2 separate regions of the Bombyx mori genome follow, and region 1 is linked to region 2. A link is a contact called in public Hi-C data. All regions are on one chromosome and are shown on one strand. The core of a region is the stretch at or near the end of the contact, and the rest is flanking DNA. Distances in the headings are between cores, read along the strand shown.

Evidence for each region. A called contact is a pair of places that touch in the nucleus more often than the background predicts.
Region 1: a Hi-C map of middle silk gland shows a contact between it and region 2, with 1.6 times the contacts expected there. The contact joins the promoter of LOC110384711 here to the enhancer-like site in region 2. A contact is called at or near these places in 2 of 7 Hi-C or Micro-C datasets (middle silk gland and whole pupa).

Annotation. Positions count from the first base shown.
Region 1 is chr20:6,320,350-6,323,730 of ASM3026992v2, reverse strand. LOC110384711 reads right to left here and starts at 1,556. Exons shown (of 11, transcript XM_062674354.1): 1 at 1,228-1,556.
Region 2 is chr20:6,181,421-6,184,472 of ASM3026992v2, reverse strand. It overlaps LOC101742588, which reads right to left. Exons shown (of 15, transcript XM_012689699.4): 10 at 2,824-2,902; 11 at 2,053-2,197; 12 at 670-1,574. Among protein-coding and RNA genes, the nearest start is that of LOC134200752, 7.0 kb to the left of the region's middle. Within about 2 kb of position 1,347, at least 3 of the 8 cell types and tissues checked have open chromatin away from gene starts, as enhancers often do.

The sequences.
Region 1 (3,381 bases), core at 307-2,806, 140 kb before region 2:
AGATGAGTGGACGAGCCCACCTGGTGTTAAGTGGTTACTGGAGCCCATAGACATTTACGACGTAAATGCGCCACCCACCTTGAGATATAACTTCTAAGGTCTCAGTATAGTTACAACGGCTGCCCCACCCTTCAAACCGAAACGCATTACTGCTTCACGGCAGAAATAGGCAGGGTGGTGATACCCAACCGCGCGGACTCACAAGTGGTCCTACCACCAGTAATTACGCAAATTATAATTTTGCGGGTTTCATTTTTATTACACGACGTTATTCCTTCACAGTGGAAGTCAATCGTGAACATTTGCTGAATACGTATTTCGTTAGAAAAATTGATACCCGCCTGAGATTCAAACACCGACGCATCGCTCAACACGAATGCATCGGACGTCTTATCCGTTAGGCCACGACAACTTTTAAACGACTATGTTGACTAAATAGTGCTATTTTAACTTCAAAACATTAACCGTGGAGATCTTTATAACCATGGAGCTCCGCGGAGTGGGTATAGTGCAGGGGGTTAGCCCTTACTCCCCCCTCCCTCCTTTATTTTGACTAAATAGTGCTATTTTAACCTCAAAACATTAACCGTGAATATCTTCATAACCATGGGGTTCCGCGGGGTGGGAATGATGCAGGGGGTAAACCCAACCCAAAAATCGACAGACCATAGAGGAAAGTTTAACCAAATGATAAACAATATTATATGTTGATGGTGAACTATAATGGTGTTTATAACTTATCATTTGGTATAGATAATAATGACAGTTTAGACAATATTGATAATAATGAAGATGGTAGTTGCTTCTTCAGTAATAGAAAGTAAATGAAAACTAAAAAATCTAAGTCTAGTAACTAAACATTCATTGATGACAAGTCATTGATGTGGTAGAGTAGTATGATGTGATAGAGTTAACATTTTCTTTTACATTTTGACATTCAACAAGTGTGTTTTTGATGACATCCAAGTTGAAATAAATGATTTTGAATTTGAATTTGAATAACATTCAGTTTACTTTCCACGCTCAAATAAATTGATAATGCAATCAAGGATTTCATAATATTGTAATTGTTGCAATCATACAAAGCTATTCTTAGCTACACAAAAAGTAAATTGCGGAAATTGTAAGTTAGGTAGTTTGTTAAATAAGTTGACGATATTCCTACCAATAAAATAGCAATTATGAATTAGTTAAAAGTTTGCAGATACAGAAGAATCCTTCACTCACAATCAAAAATGCCATGAGAACCAGAGGTCTGGTTCATTACAGTCATATATAATACGCCTATTATTTAAGAGTTACAATCATAACTTTGTAAAGAAACCCAGCACTAAACATCAAAGACGTCAATTTCTCACTGATTTAATTTTCACTATGTTTTCACTACATTCGATTCTGACGTTGGATTGCTCGAAACTACATGTTACATTCATAATATACTTATTTCGTAAATATTGCAATTTTATCATGTAAGTAGGTGCATGAAATCGAAATTTTATTAAAAATTGACTTTGTTATTTAATTTTGTTGATCTGACATTTTTTTAAATTTGATTTGAGGCAAAGGGAACATGGCCCATAATACATATCTTTTGAAACAAATATCGATTTTGGTTCATTCTGAGCTCTTTCAGACACTAAGTCCTTAGTAAGATTTACAAACACTGCAAAATTGCATACGTTCCACATGACCTATACAAGTGTAAGATTCACTAATGCGGCCTACACGCACTTGAATTCTCTTCAGGTCAACCAATCGCGCTTTTGCCCGATATCTGTTAGAGCAACATGATACGCCAGGAATAAAGTTTCACGACGATACTGCATTAGTTACACGAGCATCTGAAGACGGCGTCAGAAAGTTTCTTAGAGAAAGCGGCCCTTTGCGATAATCCTCTTAATGTAGTAGTAGTAACCAGTGGATGAGAAACTTAGTGAAGTTTCTTCGCCGGATCTTCTGAGGGTCGCGGAACTGATCCAATGATTGGAGATGATAGATTCAGCGATTTGGCTAGTGGTAGAATGTCCTCCAAGGATTAGCCCCTACCCTAGAGGACCTCACCTACTAGTTAAGGCTACGCTGAAAATTACTGAAGGGTTGAATGATTTTTCCAGAATATGAGTAATGTAGCTTAAAATAACTATGCATTCTCCACTAAAAACACTTGCCTCAACAGGTAATTTATGTAAACTCCAAACTTTAGCAGTTGCATTAAGAAAAGCAGCGCCCACGTTCCTACTCGAATTCAATTTTGATGCATCAGTGTAAAATGTATATACCAGCCAGGCAATTTCTCAGTAACAATTTTATAAGAAATTAGAATTAATATCAAAGTTGTTTTCATTTAAGCCAATATCTTGTACAATTTTAGGGACGTGGTAGAGAGCATTAAGCAGTGTCTCATAAATTGTTAGCATATTAGATTACACAGCTGATGTCGAGAGGAATGTAATTTTTTCCAAGCTTTTAAGAAGGAAGGGCCAATTTTTATTTCTCTAATATTAGTTTATACTGATATTAGTAAAATTTAACAGTGGAGTCTAAAAGTTCGGCGACTTTTGAAATAGCCATATCAGGAGTGGGCGTCAGGAAGATGGTCTTTTTGTAAGAAATAAGGTGGGTATGTATTATCTTGTGTAGTTTGGTCTAACAGGTTTGGATGGGGCGATAAAGGAGTTATTTTACTGCGTTAGCATAAGGTCGTCTGATAGGTGCTAAGCGGTTAGAGGCTTCTTGGAATGATATGTTTTCAGCGGACATAAGTGTTTTGATTTGATATTGTCGCATGTATTCCGGGCTCGTTTTGTCAAGGGCCGAGTGATTAGCATGACAAAAGGCGCAACACATAGCATCGACATAGGCATATCGGCATAGGAGCGACATCGCATGTCTCTGCAGGATGGTCCTCTGAGCACTTGTGGCACCGAGTTTTCGACCTACATTGTACTTGTACATGTCCATACCTACAGCATTTGTAACATTGGACTACCGGGTATTTATAAAATTCGACAACAAGGCTATTATGGAACAGAAAGTTGTTATGAGGCAGTTTTTGACCATTAAAAGTTAAGACAACAGTTTCGCTGGGCCTCCACTCCGTAGTACCTTCTGAGCGAACTTTGTAATTCAGATGTCTTTCCTTGATTAGTTTTCCGTAACCGTGCGATGTTTCAGTAAACTACGTTATTTCTTTATTTGAAAGATCCGTACATATTCTTCTAACAATTCCAAAAAGTGTAATATTAAAAGTCGGTATAAATGCGTTATACAGCTATTTATGCTTTTTTTTAAAAGGGAGTAGTTATGAAAATCATTTGCTCCCTACGGTGTGGAAAATTCTATCGATACACGATTTCTGCCAATCCACTTATTACCACCGTT
Region 2 (3,052 bases), core at 98-2,597:
GTATTAAAAAATCTCACAGATGGCGCTGTATTAAATAGTATGTATATTTCTGTCTCATTCTTTGCTGGCTTCATCCTACACATTTTTGTATTTGTGTCTCTTACCTGTCGTTTTTTCCGTTGCATCCGGTTTGAAATCACAACGATTCTAAAGAAGTTTTCACTTCAAAAAAATAAAAAAATAAAAAGTTTTCGAAAAGCCTAGAGCGGCGTACTCTTTCTGTTACTAAAAAAAAATTAGTTTTCGAAAAGCCTCACTTCCTTTGATGACGAAATAGGTTTTAATCCTTTGACTGCCATGTAGGTCACCGGTGCCCTACGCGGCGCACTGATATAATTATGTCTGTTACTAAGACTCCTGGATTGCCTAACCCTTTGCCTTCTTTTGTTGGTTAATGTATGCCTTAGTCTTTTAGGTGTGATAAAATAGTATTCTCAGTATTGATTCGGATTTATCTTTCCCAGTTCTACTAGATATTCCGGCGCTTTAGTAACAGAAATCGACATGATTACTTCAGGGCGCCGCGTAGGGCACCCGTGGCCTACACAGCAATCAAATGGTTAATTTAAATAATACTATTTTGCAATTGGCCACAGATAACATATTAATTTAAAAAGTAGTTTGTTAAACGGAAGGGAATATAAATATTTTTTTAAGTACAAAACTTACCCATACGGGGGTCCCCATTGACAGCACACTTGTCTATTGCAGCCCTCCAAATAATGGGGCGCCAATAATATCTCAGGAGTCCTGCACCTCTGCATTTTCCTGATCTGTTCCATTTTCTTTCCGGGCAACCCTGAATACACGAACCTTTCACAGTTCTGGCCATACTGCGCACCGCTCTCGTTATAACTCCGCATATTATCTATGGTCTGGACGTTCGATAAAGCGTTATGCAAGGCGGACGCGTACTCGTCTTTCCCTTCGTACTTGTACTGATTGTTTTCGCAGTAACCGGAATATTCTCCTAATTGTCTATGCTCCTCGCTGTACAGGCCGTTTCGGGGTTTGTCTATGGCGTCGTAGTTAGTACTGGCGACGTCGGCTATGTAGTTCCCGGGACTATTGAGGGTCCTGGGACTGGCGCAGTTGCTGTCGTAGGTCCTGTTGTCGATATAGTTCGGTGAACGCAGCGGCGGTCTGCCCTCGCTCCTGGCACCGGCCGGACTCTCATAGAACGTTCTGTTTTCGTATCGATTCTGTATCCTCCTCATCTTTAGATCGTTCGCGTCCTCATTGTTCTGTGCGCCGAAGTCTTGTTTATCCGTGTAGGCAGGGTAGAGGCCGCAGTTGTGAGGCAGCACCGGGTAGTTCTGGTAGGAGTGCGTGAGTTCTATGGAGGGCCAGGGCGGGGGCTCGGCGTGCGTCTTCGCCCTCGGTATCGGTTGCCTCTGGAGGCTGCTGTAGATCTCCTCGGCGGCGACGGGCGTCGTCTTGGCGAGCTTGCCCTGTTTGATCTCCTCCTCTATGACGCGCAGTTCGGCGAGCTGCTTTTGTTTCTTCTCCTGTAACTTTTGCTGTATGTTGACGCGGGATCCGACGCTTGATCCCTCGTTCTCCGACGAGCCTCCCTGTTAGGAAAGCACGTTATACTGTGTTACTATATCAAAAAAATTATTTACATGTATCGATTACATGTGTCGATTTTTGTTTGTCAATTTGTTTTTATTTATCGATCTAAATATGAATAAGGACCCCGCCGGTTATTCGCGGTAGAAATAAACAGGACATTGTAGCAATGGCGGTGGAGGAGCATGATGATGATGCTTACGTATGATGAAGATTACGATGTCTGTACTAAAACATTCCGATCTGCTGCTGAATGTGTTGGTAGAGTATTTTTTTTGGGTGGATTTGTATGTAATTAATCATTAATATTGTTTGTTTTTAATATTATTTATCTATAGTGCAGCTTTGGCGAACACTGTGATTATATTATCGAATTATAATAGTGTTTGACAATAGAACCATAATATTACTTGACGCTGGCTAATGCACAAACCGTGCCGGAGCTAAAAAATAAAGAAGAAGAAACTGTGGTGTACTGACGTGATGTGGATGTGCGCCGGCCAGCGGGCGTCTCCAGAAGGCGGCAGAGGAGTGCGCGGGGAGGGGCGCGGGGTGAGCCGCGGGGGGGTGCGCGGGGGGAGGCACGAACGACGTCGGCTTCTTCTTCTTACGGCCGTTTGCTGCACTAAACCAACACGCGCCATTATAGTCGTCTTCGGCGACGGAACCCAACAAACATTCAAAGATATCAGAAAGAAAAGGTTGTATCTCCACTATTTTAAATTTGTCCTTATCAATCAATATGTTGAAAAGATACTTCGAATATTGTATAGTTTTTGTCATGAAAGGAACAAAAATTAAATTAAAATTTAAAACATGTGTTAATATATGTTTTTTTGAATTTAAAATTAAAACCTAAAAAAAAAATCTTTTAATCATATTCACAGTCGCCGGACATAACAGAAAATGTTATTATTTATAGTGCCGATGAAGTTCTATTGTATTAATTACATTATAACAAATTATTAATTAACGAATCAATAATTTTACATTACATTGACGGGTTCACTTAATACCGTCAAATTTCCATTGCGTAATCAATTTATTTGATATGAACTAATGTGATTGTAACTATACTGAGACCTTAGAACTTATATCGCAATATGGGTGGCGCATTTACGTTGTAGATGTCTATGGGCTCCAGTAACCACTTCACACTAGGTGAGCTTTGAGCTCATTCACCCATCTAAGCAATAAGAAAAAACTTGTTAAATTTGCAAAAATTGTTTTAATCTAGGCAAATTTACTTACCTATTATTAACTGGGTTGGTAAAACGGCAGTTAAAAACACCTGGTATCGCCACATTGTCTCCGGGACTGGACGGTTTACCTGACAAGTAATGAAACAAAAACAAAGAATTGTTTTAGTGAAACTGACCTTTAAAAGCACTTTACAGTGTAATTAAAACTAATTTTACAATTTATTATCTTGCGTTTTTTATTATCAATAAATTATTTCGAACGCTTCGTTTACGTTACA